Regions from separate parts of the Mus musculus genome. Here all the other regions are linked to region 3. A link is a contact called in public HiChIP or PLAC-seq data. All regions are on one chromosome and are shown on one strand. Each heading gives the region's core, a stretch centred on a gene start, on an enhancer-like site or on the middle of the called end of the contact. The rest is flanking DNA. Distances are from core to core; before and after follow the strand shown.

Region 1 (3,629 bases), core at 652-3,151, 610 kb after region 3:
CTAGTGCTATTAGTTTACATTGCTTTAGATCCATTATTATTCTATCACTTACACAAATTTAGCTCACCAATCCAAGGTACTCTCTGCATGATATTTTGGTGTAGATATCAAATAACAATTTATATCCAATTCTGTAAAATATTGGAGAATGCTCTCAACAAGAAATCACTTGATTCCTTTCTGTATCATACCTCTACTACTTTCCTAGACTCTGCCTTATCAATTCCCCCTCAGCTCCATGTTAAAGTATGGCAGTGTGCACAACACTCATGCCACTCAATTTGAAATCACAAACTTCCAAAATCCCTAAATCTAAAGTATTCTCTATCTAAAATCTGTGAACTTTCTTATTGGAAGCCACTAATATGCACATCAATTATGTGCTTAGCAGTTCAAGTAGACTTAAGTAAAGTAAAAGTAAAAACAGGACTTACAGAATTCCATTAAAGCTTGTCCTACATGGCTAGCCTAGTTTATGAAGCTTGAATCAGTTCCTATTCAGTGAGAAATGAGCAGTGAAGTTGATCCTGTGTGGGGGTCTGGTGCAGAAGAGCTGAGGCAGATGGTAAGCTGTACATGTGTGTGAAATCCATGGAGGAATGAAGCCCTCAGATCAATAGTATTAAGAAGGGAAGGGAAAAGAGGCAAGGAATAGCAGGAAACTTCTAATATTGGGGAAGAAACAAAATGAAATAAATATTTGGACCTTTCTAAATGCCAGTTATCAAAACAAGAATGTCAAAATTCCATTGTACCTCTACAAGTTGATTTTTTAAAAAAATATTTTAATCAGTGTAAGCTTTGCTTTAGCCACAACACAATTTCCCACTGAATCCTGACAGACAGTGATGATTAGCTAATGCACTAGGGTAATTATAAAGCATTAAAGTATTTCAGTAATCACCTTTATTAACAAATCAAGACAATGATGGAATATTTTATAGAAAATTAACCTGAGGATTTCTGGCTGAGCTGAACACCTGCATCTTTGCCAAGTTAAGAGCCAGCTGAGATTTGAAATGTACAGACCATTCCATTTTCTTAACTTTCTATTGACAGAACACCACTATCTTTGAAAATATGTTCTTTCTGCTGTTAGTTATAAGACAATCATTTCATCTATAAAATATTATGAATGCTTTGAGCATGGTTATGCATATATGCAAAGCTGGCAATTAGTGCTGAAGCAAACCCATTTCATTCTGGTCTAAACATTGAGATCTTGTCTCAAATAGTTCTCCAAAATGATGTAAAAATTGGTTGAGTGAATTAAATACTGCAAATTTGCTGATGTCTAAGGTTTGTATTAAGGTTACTGTGAGGATTTCTACAAACAATGTGAGAGAAGAAAACAAACAAAAACAACAACAACAACAACAAAATATGCTCAGGAAAGTCTCCAATTTCAAACACTATTCTCTTCAACTATTACCATGTGGAAATTTGCCATCAGTAAGAATATTTGGTACAAAGTAGCAATCTCTGTAAAGAAGGTATTTAAGCAAACACCTACTAGATAAAAAGAATTGAATTAGAGAAAGGACCAAGTGACCCGTCCAGCAGGTCCAGTTATTCGTGGGTTTCGAGGGGACTGCTCCTGAAAACCAAATGGGGGGAGGGGGAGCAAGAGAGAAAAGGAGATCAAGCACAAAAAAGACACAGAGTCAATCTGGATCTCGTCAAGGTCTCATTGTATTCAGCAAAGGTTGCAGTTTTTATACAAAAAGAACAAAGGGGAAATAACCCTTACGCAGAAGGGCAGAGGGGAGCAGTGGTAATTTTTTTTTTTTTTTTTTTTTTTTTTTTTTTTGGCAGCTGTAGCGGGAAGCAGGAACTAGAATATCTAAAGGTACATTCTTGTGGTCTGGACACCTGTTGTTTGTTCAGGGTTTGTCACATCTTGTGGTCTCTCTCTCAGAACAGCCCGTTGGTGACCTTTATCTGAACCAGTCAACTTAGGGAAGAAGCCCAACTTTATGTCTTGTGGTTTGGCAATCATTTTGAGGCTTTTTACGAAGAATTTGGTTTTGGCCCCTAACATCTCCCCCGACTTTATAAAGGGTAATAGGATAGTCTATTCATCATCGGATGAATGGGCTTTAACCGGGCTGGGGGAGCATTGACTCGATTCCTCCCATGGGTGCTGTCACGGCCTACACTTGTGGCTCTTTGTATCTTTTGGGGAGGGGAGGCAGAGCCATAGGAGTTTGGAACTCTCCTGTTGTCTCAGCTGCTTGGGAGGCTGGGACTGGAGGTGCAGAGGGCCAAGTTACAACCAAATTTTGATACCAACCTCCTTTCAATTAGGTATGACTCTCAGGGAACTCAGAATTAAGAGGAGAGGGTTTTTTTAATTTAATTTTATTTTTATTAGGTATTTTCCTCGTTTACATCTTCAATGCTATCCCAAAAGTCCGCCATACCCACCTTCCCAATCCATTACCCACCCACTCCCCCGTTTTGGCCCCGGGGTTCCCCTGTACTGGGGCATATACAGTTTGCAAGTCCAATGGGCCTCTCTTTGCAGTGATGGCCGACTAGGCCATCTTTTGATACATATGCAGCTAGAGTCAAGAGCTCCGGGGTATTGGTTAGTTCATAATGTTGTTCCACCTATAGAGTTGCAGTTCCCTTTAGCTCCTTGAGTAATTTCTCTAGCTCCTCCATTGGGGGCCGTGTGACCCATCCAATAGCTGACTGTGATCATCCACTTCTGTGTTTGCTAGGCCCCGGCATAGTCTCACAAGAGACAGCTATATCTGGGTCCTTTCAGCAAAATCTTGCTAGTGTATGCAATGGTGTCAGCGTTTTGCCTTTCTGTACACAAAGGATAAACAGGCTGAGAAAGAAATTAGGGAAACAACACCCTTCTCAATAGTCACAAATAATATAAAATACCTTGGTGTGACTCTAACTAAGGAAGTGAAAGATCTGTATGATAAGAACTTCAAGTCTCTGAAGAAAGAAATTAAAGAAGATCTCAGAAGATGGAAAGATCTCCCATGCTCATGGATTGGCAGGATCAACATTGTAAAAATGGCTATCTTGCCAAAAGCAATCTACAGATTCAATGCAATCCCCATCAAAATTCCAACTCAATTCTTCAATGAATTAGAAAGGGCAATTGGCAGATTCATCTGGAATAACAAAAAAAATGAGGAGAGGGGTTTTAAAGTCAGCTCGAATTATTTTAAGAGGTTATGGAAGTTGAGCCTCTCTCCCCGAGGTGAGGGCTCACGTGATGTGGTCACAGCTGCAGGTTGTCTTTTGTCGGTCTCGGTGTCCAGACGACTCAAATAAATTTATCGGAAAGAGCAGAATCTATCTGTAATTTAACAAAGCGAGTTAACCGTTGAAAAGCCCAAGGACCAAAAGAAATTAATAGCAGGAATCCCAGAAGGGTTCCCAAGATGGAAGGCAATAAGGTGGATAGCCAGAGTAAGGTGGAGAACCAATTCAGATACCAAGACTCTTGTTTTTCTCATTCTCGTTTTCCTTTTTCAAGGCTAACCTTTACCTTGGCAAGGCTATCTTTCACTAATCCTGTCTTGTCCACATATACACAACATTCTTCTCTGAGAGCTATGCACAATCCTCCCTGCTATAAAAAGAGTAAATCTAATCCCCTT
Region 2 (3,678 bases), core at 555-3,054, 540 kb after region 3:
TGAGTAATTCAAATATTAAAAGACATATTAGCTACATGTAAATAAGTTCTGAAATAGAATAAGAATTTGTGTCCTGCTCTAGAGGGAAATGACAATACAACACACACTTGAAACTTTCAAAAGACTCAAAAATTCTGTAAGGTTTATTTGTAAAGAAAACTTGTTGTGGTTATTATTATTATTATTATTATTATTATTATTATTATTATTTGCCACCTGTACCAGCCAGGAGCTAGACCGGACTGGGTCTGATCCCTCACAGCACACACCCCAAGTATTCAGACACATCCAGCTCCACAGGTGAGATCTTAAACCCCTCCCAGAAGGCCATCATAGCAGTACCCCTGCGACTTGGGGAAGCAGATTCCTGTCCAGCCTGATACCAGGGTACCTTCCAGCTCCAACCTGATCCCACACAGCACACTCACCAATGGCAGCTCGAATCACAACCACCCCCAGCTCGACCCCCAGGATCACAGGATCACAGGAAGGACAGACTCCAGTCAGAGACAGGGAGGAGATCAAATAACACCAGAGATAACCAGATAGCAAGAGGCAAGCATAACAACATAAGTAACAGAAACCAATTTGGCTTGGCAACATCAGAACCCAGCTCTCCCATCACAGCAAATCCTGGATACATAAACACACCCTTAAAACAAGATTAAGACCTAAATTCTCATTTCATGAAGATGATAGAGGGCATAAAGAAGGACATTAATAACTCCCTTAATGACATGCAAAAGAACATAGGAAAACAAGAAATCCTTAAAGAGAAAACACATAAATCCCTTAAAGAAATGCAGGAGAAATCAAATAGGTGAAGGAATTGAACAAAACTGCCCAGGATTTAGAAATGGAAGTAGAATCATTGAAGAAAACACAAAAGGAGACATCCCTGGAGATTGAAAACCTAGAAAATAGAACAGGAGTCACAAATGCAAGCATCATAAGAGAATACAAGATATAGAAGAGAGATTCTCAGAACATACAATGCTGCAGACCCTCTTGGTCCCTTGTCTGCACAGAATGGGTCTCTGGTTGCAAGTGGACAAGGAGTGGGTGAATGAATGACAGACAGACGCAACATAAGAGATTGTGTAGAATCAGAATGTAATGTCAAGTCGAGCATCAGACTTTTTATACAGAAGAATAACAAGAAACCAGGCGAGATACATCCTCTGAGTTACATTGACACAATACAAAAGGAATGTATACATCAAAAGAAGGCAGGGACCAGGCCATTGCCACTAAGAAGGGAGCCAGGTATAATGCTAGTCTATTGTTAAGCCCACCACCAGGGGTTCTTAGTAAATGCCTGATTTATGCTGTTTCTTTGGGCCTAGTGAAGGAACCTGCCTCAGGGGGATTCCCTAATTCTTTCATGGTAAACCCACCTATTCACTAGGCCATTGTGTATTCCCTTGTTCGGGTAAAACTGGCTATTGTCTCAAGTGAACACTCTGCAGACCAGCCCTGAGCTATTCCTCCTCCGTTCTTTATAATGCCTAATTCGTTTCGCTTTCTCTACTAGAAGTAAATTTGAATGTTACTGAATAGATAACCTTCTCACTGAATTCCTACCGAATTCCAAGTTTGTTGGATTTTCTATTACGTTGGAACACTGGCAAAGGCTTAGCTATGTCAAAATTCAATCTTTAAAGGCACTTATAATAAAATAATACTAAAAAAGAGCACGTGGATCCATACACCAGACTAACATGGGAATAGGGTATGAGTACGGGTTATGAGAATGCCTGGTTCCAGGAGGTTAAGTTTCCGTGAAAACTTAACCTTTGCCTCGTGAGTGCTTTCAGGCCTCTCAGCCTGCCAGGCAGTCTTCACTGGAGTGTGTCTAGACATACAATAGAAGACATAGACAAAACAGTCAAGGAAAATACAAAGTACAAAAGCTCCTCTCTAAAAATATTCAAGAAATGCAGAACAAAATGAAAAGACACAACCTGAGAATAATAGAAATAGAAGAGAGTGACAATTCCAGACTAAAAGGGCCAGCAAACATGTTTAACAAAATTGTAGAAAAAACAAAAAAAAAACTTTTCTAACGTAAAGAAAGATATGCCTATAAACATACAAGAAGCCTATGAAACACAAAACAGATGGGACCAGAAAATAAATTGTGGTGCTCGCCTTTAATCCCAGCACTTGGAAGGCAGAGGCAGGCAGATTTCTAAGTTTGAGGTCAGCCTGGTCTACAAAGTGAGTTCCAGGACAGCCAGGGCTATACAAGAAACCCTGTCTCAACAAACAATCAATCAAACAAACAAACAAACCAAAGAAATTTCTCCTGTCATGTAATACATAAAATACAAAATGCACAGAACAAAGAGTACTGAAAGCAGTAAGGGAAAAAGGCCAAGTAATATATAGAGGCAGACCTATCAGAATTACAGGAGACTTCTCAATAGAGACTATAATAGCCAGAAGAGCCTGGGCAGATGTCAGTCAGACCCTAAGAGATCAAAAATGCCAACCCAGGCTACTATACCCAGCAAAACTTCCAACTAGAATAGATGGAGAAATCAATGTTTTCTAAGACAAAAGCAAATTTAAACAACATATTTCTACTAATCTAGGCCTACAGAGGATAATAGAAGGAAAAATCCAACACGAGGAGGGAAAAATACAACCAAGAAAAAGCAAGAAATTAATCTTTTCACAACAAACCCAAAAGAAGAGAAACGCACAAACTTAATTCTAACACTAACAACAAAAATTACAGAAAGCAACAGTCATAGATCCTTTAAATCTTTCAACATCAGTGGGGTCAATTCCCCAATAAAAAGATATAGATTAACAGGCTGGATACATAAACATGATCCAATATTTTGCTGCATACAGAAAACATACCTCAGAGTCAAAGATAGACATTCTCTCAGAGTAAAAGTATGGGAAAAAGCTTTTGAAGCAGATAGTCCCAAGAAAAAAAGCTGGAGTAGTCATCCTAATATCCAAGAAAATAGACTTTCAGCCAAAAGTTTTCAAAAAAGATGGAGAAGGTTAGTACATACTTATTAAAGGAAAAATCCACTAGGATGAACTCTCAATTCTGAACATCTATGCCCCAAATGCAAGGGCACTCACATTTGTAAAAAAATGGTACTAAAACTCAAATCACAATTGTGATTTAAAAAAAAAAAAAACCTGCATGGTAGTGGTACAGAAACAGGCATGTAGAGCAATAGAATAGAATTTAAAACCCAAAAATGAACCCAACCACCTAGGATCATTTGATCTTTGACAAAGGAGCTAAACCTATCCAGTGGAAAAAGGAGCATTTTCAACAAATCATACCGGTTCAACTGGAAGACTGAATATAGAAGAATGCAAATTGATCCATAGCTATCTCGTTGCACAAAGAGCAAGTTCAAGTGGCTAAGGACCTCCACATAAAACCACATATACTGAATCTATTAGAAGAGAAAGTGGGGAAGAGCCTCAAATAATTGAGCACAGGGGAAATTTTTCTGAACAGAACACCAATGGTTTATGCTTTAAGAGCAACAATTGACAAATGGGATCTCATAAAATTGAAAAACTTCTGTAAAGCAAGGGGAACTATCAATATGACAAAATGGCAACCCACAAATTGGGAAAAGATATTTACCAACCTTACATCTGATATAGGGCTAATAAATAAAAAATACAAAGAACTCA
Region 3 (3,635 bases), core at 738-3,237:
TTCATCATAGCACTCATTTTCATTTTCTAACTTCGAAGTTTTCTAATTTTCTATTTGCTTGCATATGAAACCAGAGAGTGGTCTAATACAATTTATACTCTGATAGTTTTCAGAAGTTTTAGGTAACATTAAGGTGTTTACCCTTCCTTAATTCGAAACACCAGTCTTTACACTGAGCAGTCTGTTTATCTAACCTCTTTTACATCTGGTGTTCCAACTAAGATAACTAGTCCAAAAAAATTCTTCTATATTACATTTATTGTTTTAACTTTTGAGTCTTAACTGTATTCCTTCTACCACTAATTAGATTGAGGTGACTTTTTACATAATACATCCACTGTTTTAGCCACTTTGTAAAATCTATTTGTATATAGTCATTGACTGTTTATCATCTCATCAATATAAGCATGCCTGCCAAGCTTAAGACTCAGGCTTTGCACTGTGAAATACTAAAATGCTTCCAGCATGAAATGAGAAATTATGGGAAGCACGACAGGTGAGTTGTTCACCACTGGCCACTGACACTTTGCAAGCATTTCTTCCTGTCTTAGTCTCAGTTTAGTCTTGGTGTTAATCAGGATGCAGAACTTATAGCTTGCAGTGACATTTAGAGGTAATCCAGAAGGTGTGCTGCAGCCCAGTAGCAACCAATTACATTTACAACACTTTGTAAGCTTAATTCATTGTTTCTTTTTTAAATGACACTGCTATTTTAAGGTTTGCTACTGTTTTCATTTCTTTCTCATGGCTAAGACTCAGAATCAGAGCAGAGAGCTGAATTACCTAAATGACTTCTTTTCATAAAAGCATGTGAGCTGTGTATGGGTAAAGCCTCACACACATCGTACTATTAAAGCTCTCTTGCAAACCTGTCCTACAATTACCATGCTTTTGTCTTACTTATGCTAATTTTACATAAAATTATTCTGAAATATTGATGAATTCTTTTTCTTTTTGGAATAAAATAAATTTAAGCAACCTAAAAATTTTCAGGTTGTCATAGCAATCCTCAGCTTACTGAACATCATAGTCATAGAAATTGAGAAAACACTCTCCCCACATCCCTATAAAAATAAGAAACTGGGAACATATATTCAGCAAACATCTATGCACAACACGTGGGGGAGATCACTCAGCATAATTCGAGGTTCCACTTTTCTCAGTTTCCCAAACTTTGCAGAACTCTGCTTGCATCTCTCCTGCATTTTAACAAGTTATTGCACCACTACATGCCCAGGTATTCTGTCTGTATTCTCAGTTATTCGGTCTATGAGATTCTCAGCCATGACCTGACAACACCATTTCATTTTTGTCTTCCAAAGCATTTTATTACTTTGGTAAGAAAATATTCTTATCCCTCCTGACATTTGCCATCCAAAAAGCATACTTGCTTCTAGTTTTTTCCTCCTGTTTCCGGTGGCTTTATGAAACATACAATAGGTTTTACACTTGCTTCAACTTTTCAACATCAAATCCCAGCAGAGAAAAACAAACAAACAAACAAAACAAACAAACAAACAAAAACCCACTGTTTTCCCTGTCTTTAAACATGCACCAATGAACAGTTTTTACCTCTGGCAACACGACGAGGAAGGATGGCTTTGCAGAAGTGATTGTGTCAAAAACCCTAAGTGGCTGGGAACCAAAGTGCAGCATCACAGGCAGCAATCACCAGCGAAGGAATGCCAGCCACTTACCAATGAGACGCCAGCTGCCTCTGTTCATTTTGGTGATTCTCAATCCTCATCTTCCATCCTCGTGCCCTGGACACACCTCAGGTGGAGCAGTTCCTTAGGTGCTCCACAGCCTGTGACAGAAGAGAAATCGCAGAGTTCTGAGTCCTTCACTGGGAATTTTCCTCTGGTTTGCCCTGCCTCTCCCAGCAGAAGGGACCCAGGTGAGGCATCCTCCTGACTGCCAGCTTTAATGGCACTTGGCTGCCATCAGTTGCGTGGGGCGGAGTAGTTGAGAGATGCAGGCAGGTGCAAGTGGGCGCCTCCTCCCGCTGCTGCTCCGGGCTCGCGCGCGGATGCTCCAATGCGTCCACGCGCCCCGCGCCGCGCGCCCTGACTGGCTGGGTCTCTCCCAGAGTGGCCCGCGCCCCTCCCGCTCCGCGCTGTCACCGTCGCCAGGCGCCTCACTGCTTTGCGCTGCAAAGGCTCATTTAGCATGTCCCTGCCTGTAAAAGACTGTATGCCTCAAGCAGGGCTTTGGATTTCTTTCTTTTCTTAGAAGGTACTCCCCTGGCATCACTTGCTAACCGATTCCCTCCCCATCTTTTTCTCTCCAAAGTCATGAAGGCTGTTCCCATACCTGGCCACCTCTCCACTGAGAGCTAACAGTGCTGGCAGAGTCTGGGTCCTTTCCTCCCTTGGCCTGCCACTGTCCCTGCTGATTGCCAGGCTGTGTTGATAGCTCAGACAGCCAGAGGCTCAGATTCACTTATGTGGGCTCCAGAGCAGAACTGGCACTTGGGAGAGTGTGGTTAGGTTCTAACTGGGAGGCAATTCTCTTTTTTTATGTATACATGCGAGTTTCATCTAAGAGTGCTGGGATAGGGGGTGTTATTACTTGTCCTTGGGAGTGATGAGTGGGGTAGTGGTTTAGAGTCAGCTCTGAAACAGCAAAAGAAATAGCAGTTTGTTATTTTTTGTTGTTGTTGTTGCTTTTTGTTTTGTTTTTGTTTTTGTTTTTGTTTTTCGGAAAATGTCAGTGTCCAGAAAAATCACATTGGAAATCACAATGTCCAGAGTTGAAAAAAAAAAAAAATTGCCTAGATAGTAAATCTGCGGTGACAGCTTTAGTGTCATTGTTCTTCAGGTTTCTCCACTTTCCCTGTCTTTGAGTGCTCCAGTTTCATGTGTGTGGTGGTAATCCAGTATTTATGAAATACATTTTGTTACATACATTTTGTCTCCAACTCCATGTGGCTTGCACCTGTACGTGACAAGTCTGGAATCACATACTCTCTTCTCTGCCAGCCTATCTACACTTGGAACTCTGCGTGAGCTTTGGGCTGCACCTGAACCAGGAGGCACACGCTATTCACATGTGTGTGCGTCCAGCCCAAGCCTGCGTTCATCTGGATGGATCCTCTCCGCATGGCTTTTGCCCCCAGTGGCTGCGAGAGGCTGTAATTGGCAAGGAGCACAGAGCCAGTAGCTGGAAGCCAAGATACCACTGGAGCTCTCTGATCCCGTTCTTACAGCTTTCCTGGTAATTAAAATTAGTCGTTTTCCTGGTCCTTGGCTCTTTGCACATGTTATGCAAACATCAAGACTTTATTGAATGGGTACCCTCAGGATGTAGATTCGCTTCTTTCTCCACAGCAAAGACAATTAATGTGTATTTGCATTTAATGCTTCTCTACCCTTCCATACTTTTTATTTTCTTGTTCATGCTTTCCAGTAATTAGGTTATTTTCCTTATGTGTTAACCGAGGGATAGTTTGGGAGAGGCAAGTTTTCTGGGCGGCTTCTCTGCTATGTTGGCTCAATGCCTACAGCAGGCTGTTGTTTAGGGGAAAGAATCTCCAGAGTTTTATAAGCTCTTTAAATATACTGCAGACTAGATTCTGAATCTAAAAGCTTTAAAGCTTTTTCAAAAATTGTACAATGAGGTTTTAGCTATCAATG

The links. HiChIP or PLAC-seq counts read pairs in DNA pulled down with a chosen protein or histone mark.
Region 1: an H3K27ac HiChIP or PLAC-seq map of large pre-B cells shows a contact between it and region 3, with 11 times the contacts expected there. The contact joins the enhancer-like site here to the promoter of Cntn5 in region 3. A contact is called at or near these places in 2 of 39 promoter capture datasets (embryonic stem cells and pre-B cells), 2 of 15 datasets of contacts at CTCF or cohesin (large pre-B cells and pro-B cells), 2 of 484 Hi-C or Micro-C datasets (the C2C12 cell line and embryonic fibroblasts) and 1 of 115 datasets of contacts at active chromatin or transcription factors (large pre-B cells).
Region 2: a contact with region 3 is called in an H3K27ac HiChIP or PLAC-seq map of embryonic stem cells, with 4 times the contacts expected there. The contact joins the enhancer-like site here to the promoter of Cntn5 in region 3. A contact is called at or near these places in 15 of 39 promoter capture datasets (the 3T3-L1 cell line, the C10 cell line, the HPC-7 cell line and 8 more), 2 of 15 datasets of contacts at CTCF or cohesin (large pre-B cells and pro-B cells), 39 of 484 Hi-C or Micro-C datasets (the C2C12 cell line, the G1E-ER4 cell line, the HL-1 cell line and 23 more), 6 of 115 datasets of contacts at active chromatin or transcription factors (astrocytes and embryonic stem cells) and 1 of 9 other capture datasets (embryonic stem cells).

Annotation. Positions count from the first base shown.
Region 1 is chr9:11,512,065-11,515,693 of GRCm38.p6, forward strand. No RefSeq gene overlaps it. Among named protein-coding and RNA genes, the nearest start is that of Cntn5, 610 kb to the left of the region's middle. Within about 2 kb of position 1,902, at least 56 of the 459 cell types and tissues checked have an H3K27ac peak or open chromatin away from gene starts, as enhancers often do. A contact at or near this core is called in pro-B cells, where this site is marked.
Region 2 is chr9:11,440,002-11,443,679 of GRCm38.p6, forward strand. No RefSeq gene overlaps it. Among named protein-coding and RNA genes, the nearest start is that of Cntn5, 540 kb to the left of the region's middle. Within about 2 kb of position 1,805, at least 8 of the 459 cell types and tissues checked have an H3K27ac peak or open chromatin away from gene starts, as enhancers often do. A contact at or near this core is called in differentiating embryonic stem cells, embryonic stem cells and stem cell-derived epiblast-like cells, where this site is marked.
Region 3 is chr9:10,902,788-10,906,422 of GRCm38.p6, forward strand. Cntn5 (contactin 5) reads right to left here and starts at 1,988. Exons shown (of 25, transcript NM_001170787.1): 1 at 1,698-1,988. It overlaps Gm32710 (a long non-coding RNA gene), which reads left to right and starts at 1,658. Exons shown (of 3, transcript XR_001779092.2): 1 at 1,658-1,897; 2 at 2,982-3,216.